Linked DNA regions of Danio rerio: regions 2 and 3 are each linked to region 1. Evidence: chromatin contacts called from public Hi-C and HiChIP or PLAC-seq data. All regions are on one chromosome and are shown on one strand. The core of a region is the stretch at or near the end of the contact, and the rest is flanking DNA. Distances in the headings are between cores, read along the strand shown.

Region 1 (4,074 bases), core at 287-2,786:
TCTTCAGCTGCGGTCCCCGGTCTGCTGTATTCTCCAGTCCAGAGCTTCACTGCACAGTGTCTGAATTTTAATTTATATATTTATTTATATATATATTTACATTTTAATGATTTCTTGTTTACTTTTCTTGTTTGTTTACCCTTTAGTTTAATTATATATATTATATATATATAAACTTTATACTGTTTGCTTATAATTAGATGTGTACTGTATGTATTAAATGTTGTGAAATATATAATAAAAAGTTTGATTTTATTCATTTGTGTGTTATTTTTACACTTTAAAGTTTACACATGCAGTTGTTAAATTAAATAGGAAAAATAAATGAACAATATTTCATATTAAGCAATACTGGAAAAGAATTGCTGCTTATCCTGTATTCTAGGCAGTATTGATAAACTGCCACAAAAAATATTAATACAAGTAGTAAGAACGCCGCCTCGCGGTTGCTGAATGTCGCACGACAACGTTGCTACAGCCTTCTCACGTCTTACATTTCTACGTTGTGACAATGTAGCGAGCACGTAAGCGGCAACGTTGCCTTTGAAAAAATACAACGTTGTGCAGACATCGCTACAACGTAAATGTGTTTGTTGGGATGTGTTTTGGTTTCACAGTCACGTGAATCACGTTCTGTCCAATCACGCGAGCTTATGTCCAATTTTGATTTATCCCCCTGCTTTCCCCAAGCTCACCGCCTGGCACTATGCCTGGCACTGTCGGGCACTATGGATGAGATATTGAGGTATTTTATGCTTAAAGCATGGTAGAAGTAGTAGTAAAGCTAGTTTACTATAAATAAATTCCATACAAAATATTCGGCCACAGGAATTATGTTGTAATAATAATACATTAACAAAATACATGTATTATACATATTCATAATAGTATTATTGATTACATGCATTTAATGTTTTTTTTTTCCACGGGCTTTTAGCTGTTTTGTTTCTAACCCTCCACCAGATGACGCTGATGTCAACTGTACAGGCTGACACATATTAATGCACGGTACAAAACAATAATCAAAATAACAAATAAATCTTGGAAAAATGAATTATTCATAAATTAAATTGAATTAATTATTTAATTAAAACACGCACATTGTATTAAACTATACTGACTAAAGAACTGAAATTAGTATATGTTAGAAAAAAATACTAAATGCAAACATAAGCACTCCCCTCGTCTACAAACCTTAGAGCCTAAATAGAAATTAGAGTGACTTACTACATTAAGTATAATTAATATATATTCTCTCTCTCTCTCTCTCTCTCTCTCTCTCTCTCTCTCTCTCTCTCTCTCTTAACACAATTTTTAACTGTGTACCTTCAAAAGCAGGTATTCTTTCAACATTGTGCAACTTTGCCAGTAGTCAAAAGAATTCTCCCAAAACAATTAGCAAATTTAGCTAAATTTAGATAATTTGTAAGTGCTGGGAAGAAAACAAGCGCAAACAAACCAAATGAATAAGCTCACAAACCGCCATACGTCGTAAGAGCATAGGAACCATTAAGTACGGAGGAACCTTCCGCTGGTGATCGTGTTTCTTTGGGGAAAGTAAACGGGGTGTGGAACGGCCGGCTATTCACAACAGCAGAGAGAAAAGCGCTTACACGCCGATGAGAACATTATGCTCATATGCATTAGTGTCTGGTACGTTTATCACAAATCGCATACGGTTAAATTATAATTTATACTAGTATTGAATTTGTACGGCGCTAGAGCCACGGGTCATAAAAAACAACCACCTGTGCTAAACATCGTTACAGTGATGAAAAATATTCTACATCCTGTGTATTTCCCCTCTAAAGTCCGTCTAGTTGTTGTTTGTTTATCCTTAATGTAATTATGATGCAAGGTGAAAATTGTGTTTTGTGAGTGGCCAAGTTAAGACCTGCAGTCTTTGGCACTACAGTTCGCCATGTCTCTTCATTTTAACCTCTTATTTCAGACTAATATGAGTAAAGAATCACAAATGAGGGCCGCCATTAACCAGAAGTTAATTGAGATGGGTGAGAGGGAGAGGTAAGTGTCTGTAATCATTATGTTTGTCTCAAAAATTGCAAGTCGTCTACTCGTATTACATTTTTTCTTATAGAGTTGGTTTTATATTCGCATATTCGTTCATTTAGCAGTCTCTATATTGTTTAACATGTTACTTTGAATATTCGATCGGAATTAGCATGCACGTATGACTTCTAAACAACATTAACACCATCTAATTCACTGTGAACAATGTTGTACTTTGATAGTCAGTTGCTGCTACTATGATTTCCCTATTTAGAATTGGCAAAAAATAAATTTCTGAAATTATATTATTAAAGAGAATGTCTGAATATCCGAATATAAAATCAACTTTACCTCTACTTCTGTTGTTGTAGTCTCTTTCAAAAACTCCCATGATTTTCCCACATGCATGCATTTCTAAGGTAACTTTAAGGAACAATCTTTTTCGTTTTAGACGTTGTAAGTTTAGTTATGTACATACCTATACACATTTCTGAAGTATGTTTATTTTTTTAATCATTTAAGAAATGTTGTAGATATTATTCGAGTTGTCCTGAGATTTAAGTATTTGTTTGGCTACAAAATAAGTTGTAATAAATGACTAAGTTTTTTAATTCTTTGGTCTTAAGCTGTTGGAACGCAATGGACACCAATGTTTTGGCATTATTATATACAGGGCTTGACATTAACTTTTTGGATCACCAATCACTGTGGCTAGTAGTTTTCCAATGCTACTAGCCACAATTTTGTTGTTGGGAAAATATATTTTATATGCATTAATTTGACTTTGGCATCGTTAAATTACTTAATTTAAATGTTGTGTTATGTCTTCATTCATTTAACTTCTATGTGTGTTGTGACCTTGCTCTATGAGCATGAACAAATGGGTTGTTGATTCATAGTGTCAAATTGCAATTTGTTTTATTTCACATGACTTTTTAGGGCTCAACACTAAGGATTTATCTTTTTTTTTCTGGCTACATCAAACTAGTTATTTCCTCGCCACAAATTCTAAATAATGTGTAAAAACAAGCAAAATATAACTTTTTATAACTTTTTACAATTGACATTTCAAAAAAAATTATTCTCATGCATCTAAAACTATACAGTATACACTGCAGTCTGTCCAAGCTAAAGGTTCCAGATCATCAGTTAACTATAGATAAATGAAGAGTTAATCTCATATTAAAGCAATGCTATTGTAAAGGATGATAATTAAACCACATTAACAAAAATAACTGTAAGCAAAAGAAAGTCAAACATTCTGTGTGCAATATTGAAAGGATAATCATGCACACACTGTAAACATTCGCTCCTTAATAAGCGAAAGTGGCAAGAGCAGCTGCCTCCAAAAAAATCTTGAACTCAAGACTGCAGGTGCATGATCACTGTTTTCTTTTTCAGTCTATTTCAAAGAGAAACGATCGCACCAGTTGCGTTTCCAGGCACGTTTGCTTTACGCAAGGAAACGGGACATATGAGCTTTTAAACACACTGTGCGTCTGATCATACTCTCATTTAGTTGTGCTGCTTCTCGACTCTAAGATCACATTTGCATGCATCACTGACAAACTGTCTTAGATTAAAACTCTAATCTTTAGTGATAAGGCAGCACTGGCAATTTAAAAATGATTTTCAACCACTTCAAGTGGCTAGTTATAGTGTCTAACCCGCCACAGGTGAAATCTACCTGCATTTGCCGGGTTGGTGTGTGTTAATGTCAAGCCCTGATCATACGTATGGAAATGAGGTCTGCATCTCGCTAAGCTCTTATGCATATGCCATGTATAGAAGCTGCATTGCATATAATGACAATCAATTTTATATATATATATATATATATATATTTTTTTTTTTTTTATCAGGTTAAAGGAGTTGCTTCGAGCCAAGCTCATCGAGTGTGGTTGGAGAGATCAACTCAAAGCACTCTGCAAAGGTAAAAACATCAGTCTAATATCTCCTAAAGCTTTGCATTCACTTCTGTTGGTTTGTATCAAAGCAAGTTTTGCTGAATTTTTCTGCAGAGGTGATCAAGGAGAAAGGTATAGAAAATGTTACTGTGGAAGA
Region 2 (4,021 bases), core at 1,090-3,589, 210 kb after region 1:
TTTAGAGTGCATACTTATAATTAATGACTGCTGATTAATTTTAAATGACATGTATTGCATTGTTTTTGATTATGTGAAAAGATTCCTTGATTATACTTTATTCTGATGGCCCGCTTCAGCCATTGTTCTGCTGATTGTAACTTTGCAACTGCACGTCAGCTAACTCTTATTAGTAGAGTATTTGTGGACCGTTAGGTGAAGGTTAAGGTTGAGGTTAGTAGAATAATGTACTTTCATAGTTATATATAGTCCACTGAATGCCTTTGGGAGATGATCAAATTAAAGTGTTAGCAGATATTAAACAGTCCACTACTCTACCAGTGTGTGTGTGTGTGTGTGTGTGTGTGTCTGTGTGTGTGTTTGTGTGAGCGAGCATACATTTATTAAAAAAATTATGAACAAAGCAAAAGCAAATATGCACTTTTTACAAAGATTTCTATGTAATAAAATTGGTTTTGCATAGTCAAGAGTAACCTATAATACTACAATCACTGGTAGCTGAAATAAATTTGTAATTTGCCAGCAATTTATTTTGATAATTACAAACAAATAAACAAATACATAAAATAAACAAATATGCACAAGCAAAATGCTATTAGAAATTGTTACATACTGATACATAATGTTACATTTTGCTACTATGAAATAAAATTGGATATTTTTTAGCATATTTAGCATATTATTTGGCATATTTAATTTAGTGTTGTATGTTAAAGCAAAGATTAAAGTTATATTATACCATATTTTACTATAAAACCAGTCATGTAATTTGCAATTTGTCTGTCAATAAAACAATATCAATCCAGTTAATTTCAATGTCATTACGGAAAGACATTTTCCCTATACAATGCATTTTCTATATAGCCTAATCAGTCATAATTTATCATGTTTATTCAATTAAAGCTCTCCTTAGTAAATAGGAACTTATAATTTAAAACTATAACTTTAATTAGTAAAAAAATATACTCTTCTTCATAATTAAATGTGTTATTTATCATTAAAAAATTAAACTAATTATAAAATAATAATTATAGTTTTAACTTGTAATACAGTGCCTTTTTATTGCATCACTGTAAGGAAAATCTTAATTGAATACATATTACAAATTATTACTTCTAAACTATAGGTATGCTGTATATAGACAATACATTGTATAGAAAATGCTCTCTTTACACAGATTTCTATTTAATAAAATTGGTTTTGCATAGTCAAGAGTAACCTAAAATTCTCCAATCACTGGTAGCTGAAATGCATTCGTAATTTGCCAGCAAGTTATTTTAATAAATACAAACAAACAAATAAAATAAGCAAATATGCACAAGCAAAAATGCAAAAAAATTGTTACATACTGATACATAATGTTACATTTTGATACTATGCAAAAAAATTGGGTTTCATTTAGCATATTTTGCTAGTTCATAATTAATATACTTTTAATTACGTAAAAAACAATTAAAGTTATACTGTATTCTAAAGCAGTCATGTAATTTACAATTTGTCTGGCAATAAAACTATTACTATTTTTACTGTAATACTTTCAATAAGACATTTACCCTATATTTTATAAAGCCTAATCAGTCGTAATAAGTCATAATTTATAATATTTACTCAATTAAGGCTGCCCTTAATATAGTGAAAAGTGACTGATAAGTTAAAACTATAACTTTAAATATTACATATTAACTATTCATAATAATTAAAAGTATTATTTATCATTTAAAAATTAAAAGATATATAATAAAAGTATAATAGTGTTAAATACGGTCCCTTTTTACAGTATCACTGAGGAGAATCTGAATTAAATACATATCACAAACTATGACTTATAAACTATGCAAACTGTATATAGAAAATGCATTGTATAAAAGAATAAGTTTTTAAATTATTTTTACAATATTGTATTTATGCTACATATAAATTCAGATTACTTGACAAGAGACACGTTTGTCAGTCCAAAAAGTGGCGTAACAATCCCATTTATTTAAAGGTTTCTAACAGCTTTTCACTTGCCAAAAGCATAAGGTCGTCATTGCTCATTAAAATTCGTGCGCGTCAGTAAACCCACTTGTTAAATCCCGATCCGCCACACAAGGGTTAATTTCTGCTGCGCGTTACATAACACACTCGAAACATTAGTCAGATTTGCGTTGTCCTGGCGATGTCAGTGTCCTCAGCCTCTTCTGCTCGAGCACAAACACACACAGACACACACACTGATGCTGTGCTGAATAATCTAGCAGACAGAGGCTGAAAGTCCTTCACATCGCATCAAAACAGCAGCAGAGCGGCGAGAGCGCGCATTGTGTTGTTTTGAGGAGCCACGGGGCCGCGCATCCTTCACTTTCTCTCATTCACTCGCAGGAATCAGCAGCGCATCACGAGGCAAGTGTCTTTACCGTCTGCGTCACACTCTTATTTCCATAATATTATGGATTAAAGGACATATTTTCACAAATATAATGTATATAAACTGTATTATTATAGGTATGGATTAAATGCGTATTCTACTCAACATGTTAACTGAGACAAACCAAACGCGACGCTATTGTTGATTGTTGATTACCGCGTAGCCTATGATTGTTTTATTCATCTTCGTCATTTTAGTTAGCTATTTTATAATTAGTTGTGTATTTATTTTCTTATTTATTCATTTTTAGGCGGGGCAGAGGCGTCACTGCACAGTTGTCAACAAGCTGAACGTCTGTAAGTCAGGTAACTGTCAATCATCTTTGGTTTACTTCATTTTACTCGTCCCTTCGCCTTTGTGGTAAAAGTCTTGTTTTTGAGAGGAAATTCAGTGTGCTGTGAATTCACAGAACGTTCTAAAACACTGTAAAAGTGTGCTGTGCATGCAAAGAGACATTTATGTTTGGTAAAATCTAAACTAATACGTGTTAATATTATTATTATTATTATTATTATTAAAATATATGTCAGTGCATTTTCTGTCAGTGCATTCTGATTTAAGATATATGTCAGTGCATTCTGATTTAAGAACACTTTTTAGTGTATTTTTTTTGTTAGAGAATAATAAAAATGTAATTTAAGTATAATGTTTTTCAACAAACAAAATTAAAATATATTTTTCTTATATAATGTCATAATTTTAATACACCCATCAAAACTTTATTTATTAATATTTATTAATATAAAATATAATATTTTATATATTATTATTTATTGATATTTAGTAATATTTTATGAATTATATATAATTAAGTTAATAATTATATATTATTAAGTCAGAATTATTAGCCACTCTGTTTTTTTCCAGTTTGTGTTTAACAGAGAGAAAAAAAAATAATCAACCCATTTCTAATCATAATAGTTTTAATAACTCATTTCTAATAACTGATTCATTTTATCTCTGCCATGATGACAGTAAATAATATTTTACTAGATATCTTTCACTTCTATACAGCTTAAAGTGATATTTAGAGGCTTAAATCAATCAATGCAAGGATACATTGAATCCTCACTGGAAATATCATTTGAGATAGATATCTGCTGAAATAACTATAGCCATTTAAAAATGCATGGAATGCTGTGAACTGTACACTATTAGAGAAAACAGAAGTAGAGAAAAAAAATGCTAAATTTGGTAGTCATGTACACTGACTAACGCACAACCTCAGCCTGTATTCAGCCATCTTCTTTTGTAGTCAAACTCAAACAGCAACATTGAAACAATGAGCAGAAGATGTACTCACAGCCAGAAGCAAATGCATCTGCACATAACTCTCTGTCTCAATAACATGGAGTCATCACTGATTTAGTGGACTATAAAGACAGAGCTAAAGTAAATGATTCAAACTCTCTCTAGATGCTAACATGAAGAGGACAACCTGAATAGTTAAACGTCTGCATATTAGAACTACAAACGTTAAATACTCTTCAAATTGCTGATTATAGTAGATAGCAATAATGATGACAATAGAGGGTACAGTAATTAGCTAAAAGAGAAGCATACACCGTAAAACTGACTTTCATTACTGTCATGATTTATACGTGAACTCATTCA
Region 3 (4,295 bases), core at 324-2,823, 250 kb after region 1:
GGCGCCACAGCGGAATGAACCGCCAACTTATCCAGCATATGTTATAAACAGTGGATGCCCTTCCAGCTGCAACCCAGCAATGAGAAACACCTATACACTCCCATTCACACTATGGTCTTACTTTTTATAAAACTTAATATTTGTTTTATAAAAAAAATATTGCTATTTAGATTTTTTTGCAAAAATTTATAATAAATAAATAGACAAATATAAGTAAACAAACATCAATTTAATAGAAATGCCACTAAATAAACAAAAGTATTTACATGATGAACAAATGCGAGATAGATAGATAGATAGATAGATAGATAGATAGATAGATAGATAGATAGATAGATAGATAGATAGATAGATAGATAGATAGATATTTTGAAAAATTACAGTGTTTGATAGATCGTATTTAAGTTGTCTTTATTCTGCTGTGTATGCTTTGCAATATATACCCATATATGTCATGCCAATAAAGTAAATTGAATTTATAGTCAGACAGACATCTCTGTGAAAATATACCCAGACTGTTTTGTGAACCTCATTGTTTATGCCAGTCTCCAAGCATGGTTCTCTCACCTGTTTAGATGCAGAGGAATAGTCAACTGTGGTTGGGAGGGTGATCTGGTCCCCGCTCAGCTTACGTGACCTTCCAGTCCTAAAAAAACAAAACACAACATTCAAAACATCATAACAGAAGAAATCGTACAGTCACTTCTGTAAAGGACATACATTCACCCCTGGTTATTCATAAATAATATCATCTCTGGATCATCATAATGACAAGGCAATTTACAAGGTAAACACACAAACAAATCAACAAAGGAGAATTACACTCACCTGCAAATCAGTCTTTTAAAAAATGAAAGAATAGATGCCAAGCAGGTGCATATTTTAAAAAGGCGAAACTGTGTGATGGCCATGTTATGAGTGATATCTAATAAAAAAAGAAAGAAAAAGAGAACACAAGGAAATGAATTAATTTGACATTTCAAAACAGAAAACATAATCAAGACTCACAGAATTTAAGACAAATACATAAGCATTTCAGACATATGGTTAATATGAAGGTCCTGTAAGAATCCAATTGAACAAAAATTATCATAAATTGTACTTTCAGGACATGTGAATGTTCTGTCCTGGGGGTTAAAAACTAAATAATTTATGTATTTGCAATATGTGCTTTTGTTGTACCCATATTGACCTTTATTAGCAAACAATCAAGGAAGCAAATGAACTGCAATGGCAACAGCTAATGTTAGCTTACGTACATGTACAGCCAGCTAACTGAATATTTATGTTGTTTAATAATCGTACTTGGCTTTAGTTTTCATTAACAGAACTTGTATAAGAAAATAAGTAACGATATGGTTTAGATTTCTTCATTTACTCACCGGTCAGGTCAATAAAAGACAGTTGATGTGGGCAGAATCATAGCACGGGGCTAGCAGACTGATGCAAAACAACACTTGAACTCTACAGATGGGACGAAACGGGGAGATTAGTGTGTTTTGGCAAAGAAAGAGTTCAGGAGCGCAGAACCATCATGAACAGCGGCTGTCACGGCGATCGATCTCATCCATATTACTCTGATGCGGGCAGCCATCGTCCCTTCATTGTATCACCTCACGCCAACAGGGAACTGGAGTCCACGGGTTGCCAGGTTGACGCAGTAAAATCAGTTTCCAAGGATGAAATTTGTAAATTATTGTTGATGTCAGCAAAATAAATAAAAGTAACATTTAAAAGATACTGGAGAAAACATAAATAAATGCACAAAACAGTAATATTTCGAATTTGAGTTCCATACATCAGTGATATTAACAACAAGAAACCATGTAGAGTTATTTTGTACGAATACAATTCTTCACATTGTTCTAGTATTAAAACTGCCAAATTAAATAAATGACAATTATTAAAGTAGATTTCAATGACAATGTATAAAGTATTGTCAAATTCTATATTTTTGTTCACAACATGGTTTGAGTCTGCGTTGTGATTGCAATCTGGCAACCCACGTGTTAGGGTCTGCGCAAATTTTAAGGGACGTTTTAAATTTTCAGCCACACCACACAATAAAAGTCTGTACTTTTGGGGGGAAACTCTTTAAATAAATTAATATGCGTAATTAATGTGACAGCTTTTTCTATGACTTGTGTTTGTTTAGACTATGTCAAGCACTTTGTAATATTTAATTGTCATGTAAAGACATGACAGAACACTGTAATTTTCAAAATATCTGTCTAACTTATCTATCTATCTATCTATCTATCTATCTATCTATCTATCTATCTATCTATCTATCTATCTATCTATCTATCTATCTATCTATCTATCTATCTATCTATCTATCTATCTATCTATCTATCTATATATCTATCTATCTATCTATCTATCTATCTACTCTGCTTACAGTATTATTTTATTCATATTGTATCTTCAGTAGTACGTAAATTGTTTATTTATTTACTATATTTATACTATATTCATATTTTCTTATGTCTATATTTAATAATAATAATAAAATTGCATTATTAAATGCTCAAATCAAAACTCGGTTTAATTAATATAAATGTTAGACATTTTCACACCATGGCAAACAGTCTTAAAAAACGTTAACAAGGCGGATATATAATCACTATTTAGTCTTGTGTGGAAGTCTAAACAGTAATCTACTATATTAACATTTCAATTTGTATTTTTCAATCAATGTTTTCAGAGTGCGGTTCGATGGCGGTACCACGAGGTATCAGTTACTTTCCTCTTCGCTGAACAAGACGAACCAATCACGATCGTTCGCGTTTGCTAGAACGGCTGTAATTTAGAGGGGTTATTTTACTTATACACATTTGCGTATTAGATTCGAATTTTTATCAAGTAATTGTTTTATACCACTATCAACTGTTTAAATATTTTAAAATAAATTGAGTAAAATAAAACAAACTAAAAACAGAATGCAGATATTCGCTTTTCTGAGCCTTTAAGCGCCCCCTAATAAAATCAAGTTTCAGCCTGCAAAACAACGCTTCAGCTGTCTAAAAATTCAGTTTCCAGAAGTGGCTTTCGTGTCGGATCGTGATCCGGTTGCGCCTCCAGTGAAGGGAGGAGTGGTTATCAGTTTCTCCAGTGAAGGGAGGAGCTGCCACCGCACAAAAATGCAGCATTTCACCAGTCCATGTGCAATATTCGGGTAAAACTGATTTATTTGCTAAAACACTAATCTGGAGCGTGTCCCCCAGTTAGTGTGATCCATGCGTTATTGGATCTTCTCGGCCTGGGTTAGGCGAACAAACGCGAGGAGCACCAGTGTCGCCAAATATGTGAGTATCGCCGTGGCCAGGTATCTATCGCAGGTTTCAGTACACAAGCTTATTTAATGTCTGCTTCATATCAACAGTAATGCAAAGAGATTCCTGTTTCATGAATGTTAATCATCTAGTAAACAGTACATTTGGATGTTATGTGTAATTGAAGACGTCTTGGCACTGTCAATGCGTAATTTACGCCATTGTGATACTCTGTCCTGTTTTTGCTGCTTTGACTTGTTATTAAACCAGATTGTGTGCTGGTTGATGAAAAGCATGATTTTTTACACCTTTAAAACGCATAATGCTATTAGAGATAAATACTGTGTGGCACTCTTGAACAATGCCTGACTGTCTTATTATCAACCAGTGTAGGTAGGAATTGCAGCATTAGGCATAAAAGTTGGTTGTAGTATTCAAGGGCCATGAAGGAAAGAAAAAGGGCTGAAACTACAGTGTGTCCTCTGTTGACATTGTTGGTTGTGCTCAAGTGACTGTATCTGAGAAACTGCTGCTGCTTCTATACTGCTGCGTCCACTAAATATGACCTTCTGTTGTGTCTCCAAAACCAGAGGATCTCAAGCTTGTTTCACTCACTCTTTGTCAAAAACCAAATGTAAAAGTTCATTAAATTTTAATATTGGAAAAACAAAAGAACTATGTCTGGGAAGTCAAATAAGAGCAGTTGATACTAGATTATTTAAACCATCATAAATGTAAAAATAGTAGAGCAGGTATCAATTTTTAAAAAATATTTAGGCACAATTATTGACAATAAACTGAATTTTGATAGTAATGTAGAGCAGTGATTTCAAACTCAATTCCTGGAGGGCCGCAGCTCTGCATAGTTTTACTCCAACCACCTCCAACTCCAGTCTCTAGTAGTCTTGAACACCTTGATTAGTCTGATCAGCTGGGTTTGATTAGGGTTGGAGCAAAACTGTGCAGAGCTGTGGCCCTCCAGGAATCCAGTTTGAGACCTCTGATGTAGAGCAGGGATCA

What was found. A called contact is a pair of places that touch in the nucleus more often than the background predicts. HiChIP or PLAC-seq counts read pairs in DNA pulled down with a chosen protein or histone mark.
Region 2: a contact with region 1 is called in an H3K4me3 HiChIP or PLAC-seq map of gastrula embryo, with 6 times the contacts expected there. The contact joins the promoter of sybu here to the promoter of eny2 in region 1. A contact is called at or near these places in 1 of 18 Hi-C or Micro-C datasets (embryo) and 1 of 4 datasets of contacts at active chromatin or transcription factors (gastrula embryo).
Region 3: a contact with region 1 is called in a Hi-C map of hematopoietic stem cells, with 4 times the contacts expected there. The contact joins the promoter of ebag9 here to the promoter of eny2 in region 1. A contact is called at or near these places in 3 of 18 Hi-C or Micro-C datasets (caudal fin, hematopoietic stem cells and an unstated tissue) and 2 of 4 datasets of contacts at active chromatin or transcription factors (caudal fin and embryo).

Annotation. Positions count from the first base shown.
Region 1 is chr16:43,358,491-43,362,564 of GRCz12tu, forward strand. eny2 (ENY2 transcription and export complex 2 subunit) reads left to right here and starts at 1,537. Exons shown (of 5, transcript NM_001002427.2): 1 at 1,537-1,653; 2 at 1,952-2,025; 3 at 3,873-3,943; 4 at 4,032-4,074. The coding sequence starts at 1,958. It overlaps LOC141378298 (a long non-coding RNA gene), which reads right to left and starts at 1,521. Exons shown (of 4, transcript XR_012392444.1): 1 at 1,327-1,521. It overlaps LOC137496203 (a long non-coding RNA gene), which reads left to right. Exons shown (of 5, transcript XR_012392439.1): 5 at 1-254.
Region 2 is chr16:43,562,985-43,567,005 of GRCz12tu, forward strand. sybu (syntabulin (syntaxin-interacting)) reads left to right here and starts at 2,340. Exons shown (of 9, transcript NM_001077173.1): 1 at 2,340-2,382; 2 at 2,658-2,712.
Region 3 is chr16:43,610,924-43,615,218 of GRCz12tu, forward strand. It overlaps ebag9 (estrogen receptor binding site associated antigen 9), which reads right to left and starts at 1,574. Exons shown (of 7, transcript NM_201094.1): 1 at 1,383-1,574; 2 at 829-925; 3 at 568-646. The coding sequence starts at 911. It overlaps zdhhc3a (zDHHC palmitoyltransferase 3a), which reads left to right and starts at 3,182. Exons shown (of 7, transcript NM_001002725.1): 1 at 3,182-3,308.